2 separate regions of the Mus musculus genome follow, and region 1 is linked to region 2. Evidence: chromatin contacts called from public HiChIP or PLAC-seq data. All regions are on one chromosome and are shown on one strand. The core of a region is the stretch at or near the end of the contact, and the rest is flanking DNA. Distances in the headings are between cores, read along the strand shown. Region 1 overlaps Tbc1d30 (TBC1 domain family, member 30). Region 2 overlaps Tbc1d30 (TBC1 domain family, member 30).

Region 1 (7,252 bases), core at 3,754-6,253, 67 kb before region 2:
GGCAACTCGGGGAGGAAAGGGTTTCTTTCCTGTTACAGCTTATAGACCACCACAAAGGGAATTGAAGGCAGGAACTCAGTGTAGGAGCTGATGCAGAGGCTGTTGGATGAATGCTGCTTACTGGCTTGCTCCCCGCGGCTTGCTCAGTCTGATGCTTCTTGTCTTCTTTGTTTGTTCAGGACTGTGTTTAGATCTCTCACTGTGCAGCTCTGGTTGTTCTGGAACTCACCATGTAGACAAGAGTGGCCTCTGAGTCACAGAGATCCACCTGCCTCTGCCTCCCGGATGCTGGGATTAAAAGTGTGCACCACTATGCCTGAATCAGACCGCTTGCTTCTACAACTGGCCCTGCAGTGGAAACACTCACAGTGAACGGGATCTTCCCAAATTGATCATTAATCAAGAAAACACCTTACAGACTTGCTTACTAGCAATCTGATTAGAGACAGTTTCCTAACTGAGGATTCTTGTCCCAGATAATATTAGCCTGTGTCAAGTTAACAAACAAAACCAAACCAACCAGGACACCAATCATACAGGAGGGAAGAAACTTTTAAAGAGGGGCTGTTACGTTTAGTCTTTTCTCAGTCAGACTGGTAAGCCTTGCCCATCTGTTCACAGTTAACTGTGGGCTCACTGACAGGGTTAACTGATCGTGAGCATCACTGAAGATAATCGGGATGGAAGGTTATGACTTTTAAAATTCCCTTTACTATATTATTAGTGTGATTTTACCCCCTGGGAATCAGAATCATACGTACTCTTTCCCCATCTGTCGTTGTAACCTGATGTTCTTTGTGTATGTAGGTGTGTATACACGTGCATGCATGTGTGGATGCATGTGCACATGTGTGCATGCATGTGTGTGTGTATATGTAAGTCCATTTGTTTGGTGTATAAAAAGAAGCTAACGTTTAGGTTGTTTGAGGTATGAAAAGAAGCTATCTATGTCTATCTGCCTGTCTAATCTTTTATATTTTATTATCAGTTTCTTTTCTTCAAGAAATAAGATGTTTGAGCATCTTCTAGCTAAGAATGGTGTTTTCACTTTTCATAATTTATTCCAAACTGTACTGAGAACTCACATAAAGTTTGAGCATACTGCAATAATACCTTTTGAACTTCCAGTTTCTGAGATGTCCCTGGGCATATGAGACAAATGATAGATCTTCTTGTGACCTCATTTAAAAAGGACAAGAGTTTTAGGGAAACTGATTCAGGAAAAGGAGAATTCAGTGTGATTTCTCTTTACCCACAAGCCTTGGTTGAACACAGTGAGGCCTGAGGGTTGACATTCTCAGCTGGTTCATGACACAGCCAGGACTCCTCCGGCTGTGCTGTCAGATGCTGTCATTACCAACTACAGCCAGCAGGGGGAGCACTCTTAGGCATGCATAAGAAAGGCATTAAAGTTCCTATTAGTAGTGTGTTGTGCCATCCCAGAAGGTAAGAAAGCCTACTAAACAGGAACTGATGTGATCTGGGACAGAGTATATGAAAGGATTGAGGGAGTCCTTTTAAAATGCACTTTCTGGGGCCTGGAGAGATGGCTCAGCGGTTAAGAGCACTGACGGCTCTTCCAGAGGTCCTGAGTTCAATTCCTAGCAAGACATAGTGGCTCACAACCATCTGTAATGGGATCTGACGCCCTCTTCTGGTGTGTCTGAAGACAGCTGCGGTGTACTCACATACATAAAATAAGTAAAAATCACTTTTTGTACATATTATTATTTTTACATTTAGTTACAATAAAATACTTTTTGAAGTGGGATGTTTCAATCATTTTGAATGCTAAAAAGGAGCACTGCCATTTAAAATATCTTTTCTGTATGAAAATATCATTTATTCACTTGACAGATATTTACATGCCTTTACAACTTACCAGACATGATTATAGGCGATGAGCAACATGTCCAAGATTAATACCGCATGATTCAAAGCGTCTTTTACCGTAAGTAAATATTTAAGATGATTTGAGTGTTCTTCCCCAAAGCATTGGCTGCTGTCTGTACGTCAGCAGACTGCATTCTTCTTGTGTTGGATACTGAATCTACAGCAGCACGCACAATCATAATGTAACATGCGGCAATGCTTGGCCCCCCCCACTTCCCAGCATTCAGGTTTGATTGACTGGCATGAGCTGACACATTGATTTGTAAGCTTCCAGAGCTGTTCTTAGGAACAGAAAAGTTTGGAAACCTGTAAACTATTCCTCAGCATTGGCAGATCCCTGAAGAGAAGGACAAAGCTTATTCTCCTTCATTCCCTTCCCGCTTTGGAGATAGTCTTCACTGTAAATCCCAGGCTGGCCTGGAACTTGCAGTGTAGCCCAGCCTGGCTGTAGACTCTCGGGGATCCTAGGCATGGACCACAGCATTCAGCCGAATCCTGGTTTTGTGACCATGTGGGCCTACTTGACCTGGCAGTGATCACTGGTGACTGTTGTTTGTTTAACTGTGTAGCGTTTACATCGTGCGTGTTCACAGTTCACTTGCATGCCCACACAGATCAATTGGCCTGGTCTCCCCCGGCAAAATGCCAACCTGTATCTTCTTCGGATCTCTAGCATCTTGTGCGTGCACCTATTGCTGGCTGTGGCTGGAGAGACAGATTATCTGACCTCTCTTTAGATGTGTGGCGGCTAATGTAATTGAGAATCTTTGTTGCCAGCCATGCTAATTTATTTCTCTAGTTCACATCCTTGCTTTGCTCCATGTCTACATTCCATCCCATTGCCTTACCACAGGCTTAGAGTTTTCAAAACCTACTTTGGTAAGGGTTCTTAAATGTTTTAACCTAGTGGAAAGGAAAGGTTAATAGGGCAAAGGGGAATGTGAACCTGTTTAGAAACAGTTCTTTGGAGCGAATTTAATCTTCATTGTCAGGTTATCAGCAGTTCAGCTTACAGGAATCAGCAGTGGTCGCTCAATCCACTCACAGATACTGTTCACGAGTCAGCAACAACAGTTTGATCCAGAAGAAACTGCAAGGCCCTGCCAGTCGGCCCGAGTCTGTGGAAGTGACAAGAATCCTCTCGAACATCATGAGAAACTCTTTGGTGCGTTTCTCTCTATGAAGTCATGACAAATGATGATCAGAAGGCCAGGCGAACCATCTCTCTGGGTCCCTTTTATTAGGTTTCTATCTCTATTGGATCTTCCAAATTGATTTTATCTTTCATGAAACTAGGCTTTCATCAACTAGCTCAGTGGTAGAACACTTGCCTAGCACACACAAGGTCCTGAGTTCAGCTCCTAGCACCAGAAGATTAATTAATCAACTAGTTAATTAATTAGATACGATAACTCAAGCATAGTGGTACATGCCCGTAATTTCAACACGTGGGAAGGACTGTGAGTTTGTGTAAAGCCTGGGCCATAAAGTGAGATGCTGTTTCAAAAAAATAAGTCAATAAAATAGATGTGATATTATTGGCCAGGTGTGGTGGCACACACATTTAGTTCCAACACTCAGGAGACAAAGGCAGGCAGAGCTCTGTGAGTTTGATCTACAAATCAAGTCCAGGACAACTAGAGCTATTACACAGAGAAACCCTTTCTTGAAAAGCTGCCAAAACAAACAAACAAAACAAACAGAAATTAACACTAAAATTGTACTTGAACATTAGACTACTATTCCATTTTTCTATTTTTCTTATGCTTTTTTTTTCTTTTTTCTCTGTATAGCCCTGGCTGTCCTGGAACTCACTTTGTAGACCAGGCTGGCCTCAAACTCAGAAATCCACCTGCCTCTGTCTCCCAAGTGCTGGGATTAAAGGTGTGCGCCACCACGCCTGGCTCTTATGCTTTTCTTAACTTACAAAGTGAGCAGTAATATTGATCTTACAGATTTCAAGAATGTTTTGGAGACAAAACTAAAAGTGTTTTGATATGTAAAATGTGTAGGCATATGTGTGCGTGTGTGCATGTACATGTGGTGTGTGTGTGTGTGTGTGTGTGTGTGTGTGTGTGTGTGTAGGGTTTGTGGGCTGTGTGGGGTATGTGTGTGCATGTGGGCATGTATGTGTAGTGTGTAGAATGTGAGTATCGATGCCCCAGTGCAGTTAGAGTCAGTTGTGAGCTGCCTGATGTGGGTGCTAAGAATCAAACTCAGCTCCTCTACAGGAACAGCATGCTGTCACAGCAGCTGAGCTGACTCCGGGCCTCAGCTTATTATTGAACATAGGACATTAGTGTATAGCAACTGCTTTCTTAGATTTAAAGCAAGTGGAGGTATGGCGATCATCAAGTACACACTTGCTTTATGACAACATTAATACAATCTTTGCATGTGGGTGGAAAGAAGCAAATGAAAGAGTTGTTTCCCAAGGCTACAGAGTAGCAAGCTTAGGTCATGGGGGGCGGGGGTGGCGGCACGGGGGAAGGGGGGGTGCTGTTTGCACAATGTCCTTCTAAGAGCATGGTGAAGTTTTATGCTGAGTGTACAGCTGACCCTGTCTCTTTCCCTGGTGGTAGGAGGTCGTTTCTTTCTTTCCTTTATACCTGTTCATAATGGGCTATATAGAGAAATTTATTTTGATGTTGCTGATTGGAAAAGATGTATTTCATGCCTAGCTTACTCAAGTTTTTGTGCATATGATTGTGTGATTGTGTGTATCCAGGTGCATGTATGCCATTTCATGAATTAATTACTTTTGAGACGCGGTCTCTCACTGACTTAGAATTCACCCAGCTCATGGCTCATGCTTATTCTTCTCCAAGTACTTTTCCGACTGAGCCATCGTTGTAGCTCTCCCCGACGCCACCCTCCACCCCATCTCCATTTTCGTTGTCCAATATTGCCTTCTTAATACACTCACAGAAAAGGGCTCATTCAGGGCTTAGCTGTGAAGTGTGGCACGTGGCTGTGATCTTCTTGTAAGGGTTTGGTCATGGGTGGAAGTTGTGAGATGGGTAATGTGGTTTCAGTGCTTGTCCCTGGGTCTTTCAGTTCAGAGGGGTAGGAAAGGTCACCTCACATCTTGCCGACACTACCTGGTTTGGCCAGCAGAGGGCAAGCCGGCTCCTTTCCTTTGTCGGACTTGGGATTCTGTCTTGTTTGCTCTATTTCGTTTTCATCAACAACTTACAGGGTCACCAACATTCTAGACCCAGTTGTGTGACTAGAAATTACTAGGGGACGGATACAGAATCCCTTTCTTTTCCCCACACAACTTGACATGCTGAAGGACGTCCCTCTCAGTGCACATTTACGACTCTTTCGGTATGTTCTGTCTTGAGGACCTCCCATAACAGGCATAAAGACCTCAATCTTAAGGCTCTGTAAATGGGAAATGTTTGAGGTCTCCATGTGTTGTGTGATGACTCTTAGTGGCTCATCACAGAGGCTTCTCCTGTTCAGCATCCAATCAGGCCCACAACATGGCGACTCCCCACAAGACACAGAGACTTTTATGTAGCTAAATGTCTTTACATATCCATACAAAGAAGGTGTCTGATAATAATCGTCCTTTTAAAGGGAGAAGCTAAATGTGTGGACAGCACTGGGTTATGAGATTGTGAAGTTAGGAGTTTTATTCTGTTTGTGTGTATTTGTGTGTGTGCTCTAGTGTGTGCACTCACATGAATGCACATGTGTATGCTCTTTTGAGATAAGGGCTTACTGTATAGCGTAGGCTGACCTTGAACTTTAACATCCTCTGCCTTTGTAGCCTGTGGAGCATGATGAAAGCTGTGCACATGGTGGCCTACACTGTCTGTGACACTAGGACTTATATTGTCCATCCTGGCCCAGAAGCTTCAGCCTGTGGAATAGCTGGATCTGTTGGTGTTTCGCTGTGCTCGGCTCCCTCTCTCAGGGGCCTGTGTTTGTTTGTGTGTTTATTTTAGATTCCCCTCTTTGTCTTGTTTAGCTCTTTGCAAAGCAATATTTTACCTAGGGACTTACCAGTGACTGGCGACTCCTTTCCAGGGTATCTCATTGCAAACAGTCTTTAACCTTCCTACATTCTGTCTCTGGGTGGGTGACTCCTACATCAGAGCTCCTGGGGAAATGGCCTTTTCTGCTGTTCTCCTCCTGAACCATACTTTAAAAAGCATAGAGTTATGCATAGAGACACACACCTGTGATCTCAGCACTTGAGAGCCCAAGGCAGGAAGATCGACCACAAGTTCAAGCCCAGCCTGAGCTATATAGCTAGCTGCTGTCTCAGAAAACACAACTGCAAATCTATTTCTGTAGAATTTTCTGTGGATTTCTGTCTATACTGTGCTAATAATCAATCAGGCCCCTGTGAAGGCCAGTGAAACAGAAATGCCACTGTGTGGGCCTCTGGTGTCAGTGTCATGTCTGAAGCCACGCCCACTGCACAGGTGGTTAGGGCCAGGATTTCTTAAGCTTCTTAAATCCAATTAACACTTTTCATGCGTCAGCTTTAATCTGTGTCTTTCTGGAAGCCATATCAATAGTGTATATCAGTGTCACAAATGTACTTAGTTTTAGAGGGCTCAAATGATCCAAGTTTTCCCAAGTTCAGCACGAAGCCCTTCCTTAGAGTACATACCTCCTGGCTCCCTCCTGCTCCCATGACCTCAAGCCCTCGGCGAGTGAAAATTCTCCTCTTGCATTAGAGCCAACCCATAGCTAAGTCAGTCCAACCCCTCACTTCCGGGCAGTGCGTGTGTGTGTGTGTGTGTGTGTGTGTGTGTGTGTGTGAGAGAGAGAGAGATTTGTTTTAGTGTTCTGCATCGGGCCATCCTATTTTACTTGTGGGATTTCTATTCTCACTTTACTCCAGATTTGCCCCTCCTCTTCATTCTCCAAAGTTTCCCCACCATAAACCTGGAAGGTTACTTTATTAAAGGTTTTGGGTAATGAAGGGAAACTGTAGCAAGGGAGAAAATAAGAACTGGTTAATGAACTGAGTCTTAGTATTGATCTCAGCTGTTCTTAGATGTAGAATTCTCTAAGAACCTTCTGCTTTAGGTCTTCATAATCGATCTTATAGTTCAGCTGTCCTTACAGATTCAAATTCAGGACGTGGGCCTCCGCTCTGGGGTGGAATGCTTTTGTTCTGAGTCAAAACCTCAAGCACCCGACTGCTCTTCCGAAGGTCCGGAGTTCAAATCCCAGCAACCACATGGTGGCTCACAACCATCTGTAACGAGATCTTCTGGAGTGTCTGAAGACAGCTACAGTGTACTTAACATATAATAAATAATAAATAAATCTTAAAAAAAACCCCTCAGTTCTACAAAGAAACAAATACAACTCCCCCCCCCCCCCAACAAGT
Region 2 (6,360 bases), core at 3,398-5,897:
CTCATGACTCATGTCCTTAGAGTTTATTGTATTGTTTGCAATTTTCTTTTCAAAGATTTTCTAGATAACCTGATCTCTAGGGTGGCTCTTCAGAGACAAACTCTGTAAAAAGCATTAGGATAGCTGAGCTTTCTTTAGGAATGCATGGGGCCAGCAGAGTCTCTGTTCCATTTTAGGTCTGTGTTAGAGTCTTCATAACTGACCATAACTGAAGGAACAGCATGAAGGAAGGGGCGGCTGGGTTTGGTTTGTGGGTCATGAGGTTTCAGGCTGTGGTTGGTTGGCCCCATCCTCATGGCCTGAGATAGTGAGGAAGAGGAAGGAAGAGGAGGAGAAGGAGGAGGAAGTGGAGGAGGAAGAGGAAGAGGAAGGAAGAGGAGGAGGAGGAGGACAAGGGGGAGGAAGAGGAGGAGGAGGAGGAGAAGGAGGAAGAAGAGGAGGAGGAGGAGAAGGAGGAGGAGGAAGAGGAGGAAGAGGAGGAGGAGGAGGAAGAGGAGGAAGAGGAGGAGGAGGAGGAAGAGGAGGAGGAGGTGGTGGTGGTGGTGGTGGTGGTGGTGGTGGTGGTGGTGGTGGTGGTTATGGTAGAGAAAAACTGCTCACAGCTCTGCAGCCAGGAAGCAGAGCCACAGGGAAAGAGACTGGGAACAAGGTACACCCTTCAGTGGCATCCTCTCCCCCACGACCCACTTCTATGGGGTCACCTTTAACCACCTCCAAAGAGTTGATGCAATTTAAAATCCTGTGAGGAACAATTACCTCATGCTGTTAGGTCAACGTCATGATGATGTCATCAGTGACTGGATCTACCAGCTGTGGAGCAAGCCTTCCATACAGGAGCCCTTAGGGGGGAATACATCCATTTAAAGCATAATGTATCAGCCCACAGTGCTCTCCTATCTGAAGAGGGTGGGACTGGGTATCCCCGGCACTAGGGTTTGATTTGATTCGGTTTCTACTGTCCTCAGTCACATGGCTCTGCCAGCTTTTGGGGAAACGATTTGGGGGAAGAAATGCTCCGTGAGATTGCCGTTAAGACAGCTGTGTTTCTGCGTGGTGTGTTTCATACGGACTTTCAACCTTTCTTTCAGACAAAGGGCCGGTGACCAGCATCCTCCCATCGCAGGCAAATAGTTCTCCCGTGATCAACCACCTTCTTCTGGGGAAAAAGATGAAAATTACAAACAGAGCAGCCAAGAATGCAGTGATCCACGTGCCAGGCCACCCAGGAGGGAAAATCTCTCCCGTCCCCTATGAAGACATTAAGACAAAGCTCAACTCTCCATGGCGGACTCACATCCGAGTCCACAAAAAGAACATGCCGAGGACCAAGAGTCATCTAGGCTGCGGAGACACGGTAGGGCTGATAGAAGAACAGAGTGAAGGCTGTAAGGCCAGCAGCTTGGGGGCAGCCGAGGAGTTTCCCTCCGGTCGTACAGTAACAGCTCACAGTGAAGGCAGCAGCGGTGATGGTGATGGAGGCGGCAGCACTCCGAGGACGATCGAAGGGCAGTCTCCGGAGCCAGTGTTTGGGGATGCTGACGTCGACGTGGCTGCAGTTCAGGTGAAATTAGAAGCCTTGGAACTGAACCAAAGGGATGCCGCGGCAGAAACGGAACCCAAGGTGCACTTCCCCTGCCAGCGGCACGCTTCAGAGTTAGCCGATGCCCCTGGAGAAAACCAGACTGCCATCAAACTTCTCCCGGGAAGCACCTCAAAAACCCCCATCTTCAGCCCCTTTCCCAGTGTCAAGCCACTGCGAAAGTCAGCCACGGCCAGGAATTTGGGGTTATATGGCCCCACAGAAAGAACCCCAAACGTGCACTTCCCTCAGATGAGCAGGGGCTTCAACAAGTCCGGCATTGGGAACAGCAGCACCAAGAAGCGATGACGCCTCGAAGTGGCTCAGTGGCTAGACTCACGTGGCAGGCTACGCCCTTCCTGTTTCTTTTGTCCAATAAGAATGAACTGAGAGGTTCAGAGCTGAGCACCATCAGCCCCATCCAAACGGGAATTGGAAGTTCCATGGTGGGGACCAGATGGGACCTTTGCCCATCTGCTGGGTAAAGTGGATTCTGGTGACTAAGTAAATCTTGTGCGTCTCAAGTATGGCGTTTCCCCAATTTTCCTTGTGAGCTCTTTAGAAAAGACAACCTGTAGACTGTTAAGCCCTCTTCTGGCCTTCTCAGGGCCTTTTTGGATCCCTGAAACAACACATTCCCTGACCTTTCTGTCCTCAGGAGGTCACTAATACTCAAGCATGAACGAACACCAGCTTGCTAGAACTAAAACCGTAGAAAGTAAGTTTCTTAGTTGCAAAAAAACTTCCTGATGTTCCTCTTTCTGCTCTGTTGGGGAGGGGAGGGAGTTTGTGTGTGTATGAGTAAGAGTGCCTGTGTGTGCTTGGGTGAGAGTGTGTGTGTGTGCGCGTGCACATGTGTATACTTTAATACCTGTCTTCAGATTATTTTTTATTGATATGCTAAAGCATAGCAAAAATGTCAAGATAGCCTTTCTTTAACTTTCTATTTCTACCTGTGAAAAAGAAAATCTTCAAATAAGACGAAATTGAAGTCAATAGCCAAATTGAAGACTATATGCAGAGACACAGGTGGACTATGCATTAAGCAACTGCTCTGAACGGTTTGCTGATTGCCACCTTTCTGGAGGCTCATTTTTTTCTCGCAAGGACTCGATGGGCTCTGTGTGGAACTCCAGCATCCTCTGAACATGGTTCTGATCGCTACCAGCTCTCTCTCCACTGCAGATGCACAGCTCCAAACCAGAACACCGCACAGTGACTGTTACTTGAATTTTGTGGTTTCGGGTTGCAGTACTTTTGTTACTTTGTTACTTGAACACTGCCTTTCTCTGGAGAAGGCCCTCTTTCCCCCATGTTCTTTCTGTCTTTCCACTCCTACCCTGGTCCCAGCAGATCAGAGGGAGAGCATCTCTTGTCTCTACTATGCAGTTGGGAACTCTGAGCCACACAGGTTAAGTGGCACTTCAGTAACTCACGGTAAATAATCCAGTGTTTCTTCTACGACAAGCTGGTCTATTGCTCTTTGTCCGTGCGCACTGACTGACTACAGAGCTTGTATGAGCCAAGACTAGGAAGCCATTTAATACACAGCCTCCTAATTCAAAGGCTCGTTCTCTAGCTGGTATAGAGTCCCGGAATGGTGTTCACAGAATGAGTTGTGAAACTGCCTCACCATGAAAATTTAGTTCCTTTTCAACATGCTTCACGCGTCTATCCTTTGGATAAATGAAGGGCTCTCCACTCCGTCTCCACCATCATTAGCAGAATACAGTGATATCTTTACCTTCGTTTCCCAGAGCCTTTGGCTCCTCCCAGGAACTCTGTTGAAGCCGTCAATGTTGGTTTGAGTGAGTTGCTTTGCTATTTCTGAAACCAAATCTGGTTTCAGAAGGCTTTTACAATGAGAAGTACTCATTTTTTTAATCAGATAGAGTGGAGTTGTGTGGGCTCTTTTGAATGAAAAACCACTACAGGAATGACACATTTAATCCCCCACATGGTAGTTTTACCCCAAAGGATGCAAGATGGAATAGCTGGTAAGTTGTTACAGTTTGGGCCTGGAGTTCTATCTGAAGTTAGCAGGCCACTTCCTCTGTCTGTAGGGAAGGCTGTGGGTGGGGGGTTGCGTGGGCTTACTTTGTATGCCACCCCCAGATGATGAGACCCACTGTTTCCCAAAGTTAAGCACAAGAAGAGAATTTCTTTTATCTACTAAACTTCATTCACAACGACCACCTAATTATCATCTTTTCTCTTGATCATTCCAATTAAGCATCACACACACACACACACACACACACACACACACACACACCCCATGACTGACTTGAAGAGAAAATGGTTCTCTCTCCACCAAGATCCCTGGCTCTTGAGGGTCTTAGTGTTTGGAGGGAGAGATGGATAATTGGGTGGGGTTGTCTATCAACTGTTCTCTTAGTATCTCGTCCCCCAATATCTTAAGAAAGAGCCGGATGAGACAGCACAGGGTATGGGCCGAGTATTGGTTGAACGAATAGCTGGAAGAATATTTTTGTGTGTGTGTGGTAAAAATGACCATGTCAATTTAGGAAACCCAACAGATTCCTGTTAAAGCTCTCTGTACTGATAACATGCATGCACTGTACCAGGTAATCACAATGTGAACTGACGGACTTCTGAGCCTTGCCACTTAGAGAACAAGAACTCTGTAATAGCCTCCCCTCCCCCGCCCCTCCCCACAGCATGTACAAAGGGGCAGTTGTGACTGTCCATCTTCCCCACGTGTCGGACACTGTATGCAAACACCGGAAGAACTTAATAACTGCAGTTTATTTCCGAGTCTGCCTGTACCCTTTCAGCACTTTTTCTGGAAGTCAACTGCACCTCAGTCCTCTCCAAAAAGATCTAGATCTAAACCTAGTTTGTAATGTCGATCTATGGCTGTAACTGTTTGGAACAATGTTCTCTCTCTCTCTCTCTTTTGTCTAGTTCTGAAGAACTGTACTGATCACAGAGATATATGCATAAAGATTCTCACTGTTGTGGTGGCGGAGTCATTTCCTGTCTGAATGTGCAGGAAGCTTAGCGTTCCTTCCTCCTAGTCATTTCTCAACGCTCTCTCCTGTATCCCGCTTGATCACAGGAGCGAGGGAGACTCATTGAGGCTCCTCAGGGCCCTGTTCATTCCTGCTCTTACCACTGGGTGCAGGGCACCTTTTCATTTGCCCAGAAGGGGACAGAAGAGCAGGCTCCTGAATAGAAGCGGCCAGAGGGAGGAACGCAGGGAGGGAGAGATCATACGTATATGGTGTACATATAAGTTGACCTTTAGACCTGCTCTTTTACTTTGTTTACTAAAGGAAGCAATAATATAAATTTACTTCTTGGTCTTTGAAAAACTCCACCTGGACCGAGAGCTAGGGTCACGTGTCCAGCAGCTTGCGCCTCTCCGCATAGATTCTTATGTAATTCCCAACCTACTTCCGTTGCCACTTACAGCAGTCCTCTGAAGCAGCATTTCGAATACGTCATTTTCCCAAGTTAGAAAAGTAGCATGTTTTAGAACCTTTAGAGCCGTGGATCTTTTTTTCAGGAAGCGCGCATGCGTGTGTTTGCTTCTCACAGCTTCCGGGGGTTGAACTCAGGTCGCCAAGCTTCCATAAATAAGATTTAGAGACTATAGAAATGATTGAGATGGGGGTGGAGGGGTGGATCATAGCAACGGAAGCTTCTGTTCCCCACATGAGATCGTTCATTAAAGTCAGCAACATCTGTGGCCAGGAGCCTCTGCTTTAAAGCTATGGATGGGATGTGGGACCTGTTTGTGGATGATGGCTCACTGATAACAGTGCTTGTGCTCCCCCAAGCTGGGGAATGAATGGGGTCTGGCATCAGCTCCCACACAGGACACTGAGTATCTTGGCCCCACTGTCATAACAAGAGATCACAAACTGGGTGGCTTCATCAATAGATAGTTGTGGAGTTCTAGGGACTGGAGGTCCAAGGTAAAGATATTGGTAGGTTTGGTGTTTAGTGAAGAAGCACACTCTTCCTAGTTTGTAGGTGAACAGGTGTGCGTGTGTGTGTGTGTGTAGTGTGGGGGGGGGGGAGCGTTGCTCATCACCCATGTTCTATCATATTGCTGCCCGGGTGATCTTGGAAAAGGAAAATGTTAACAGGCCCATCTTTCTATTCCTCTGACTTTCTGGAGAAATAAAGGGCAAACTCGTTAGGAAGATCCTGAATGATTCTCTATTGTTTCCTCGTGGTCTCTCCCCGATCATCTGCATTCTTGATTTAGCATCTCCAGAACAGCGGTAGTGAGCATTTGTTGGGCTTCTGTGTGTCAGGCATTATATGTCCCTCAGGGATCACTATTCTAGGAAACAAAGCAAGGTGGTTATACTCTCGACCATTGCCACCTGGCTGATAAATCACAGAGTATGCTGTCTGGCCGAGGCCTGATAGTTTTCCTTGCTAGCTGCCTGACAAGAAGGTATAATTAATTAGTTTTGTGTTATTGTGACAAATACCTGAAACAACCAAAAGGAGATTTCTAGGCTCACGCTCCCAAAACCTTCTGTAGATGGTTGATTGGCCGTTGCTGTGTTGGGTATGTAGCAAGATGGTGGTGGTAGTGGGAGAAAGTCAACCACATTATAGCCAGATATCAAAAGCAACCAAAAAAAAGGAAAAGAGAGTGCGGGAATTGGATGTAGCCGCATGGGCCAAGATGTTTACTGCCTTGCCTGAGCATGTGCCATGAGGCTGCATGTGTGGGCTGCCTGCCAGGCTGGACCGTTCCTTGTGATCTGGACCTGTCAGCCTATTGGTGACCGACT

What was found. HiChIP or PLAC-seq counts read pairs in DNA pulled down with a chosen protein or histone mark.
Region 1: a Foxp3 HiChIP or PLAC-seq map of regulatory T cells shows a contact between it and region 2, with 2.8 times the contacts expected there. The contact joins two enhancer-like sites. A contact is called at or near these places in 1 of 15 datasets of contacts at CTCF or cohesin (CD8 T cells), 10 of 484 Hi-C or Micro-C datasets (the HPC-7 cell line, the MC3T3-E1 cell line, Sertoli cells and 7 more) and 3 of 115 datasets of contacts at active chromatin or transcription factors (CD8 T cells, bone marrow-derived macrophages and regulatory T cells).

Annotation. Positions count from the first base shown.
Region 1 is chr10:121,328,897-121,336,148 of GRCm38.p6, reverse strand. All of the region lies in intron 2 of Tbc1d30 (TBC1 domain family, member 30), which reads left to right. Among named protein-coding and RNA genes, the nearest start is that of Tbc1d30, 19 kb to the left of the region's middle. Within about 2 kb of position 5,003, at least 3 of the 459 cell types and tissues checked have an H3K27ac peak or open chromatin away from gene starts, as enhancers often do. A contact at or near this core is called in regulatory T cells, where this site is marked.
Region 2 is chr10:121,262,353-121,268,712 of GRCm38.p6, reverse strand. It overlaps Tbc1d30 (TBC1 domain family, member 30), which reads left to right. Exons shown (of 13, transcript NM_001361015.1): 13 at 1,089-4,894. The coding sequence ends at 1,888. Among named protein-coding and RNA genes, the nearest start is that of Gm35404, 23 kb to the right of the region's middle. Within about 2 kb of position 4,647, at least 73 of the 459 cell types and tissues checked have an H3K27ac peak or open chromatin away from gene starts, as enhancers often do. A contact at or near this core is called in regulatory T cells, where this site is marked.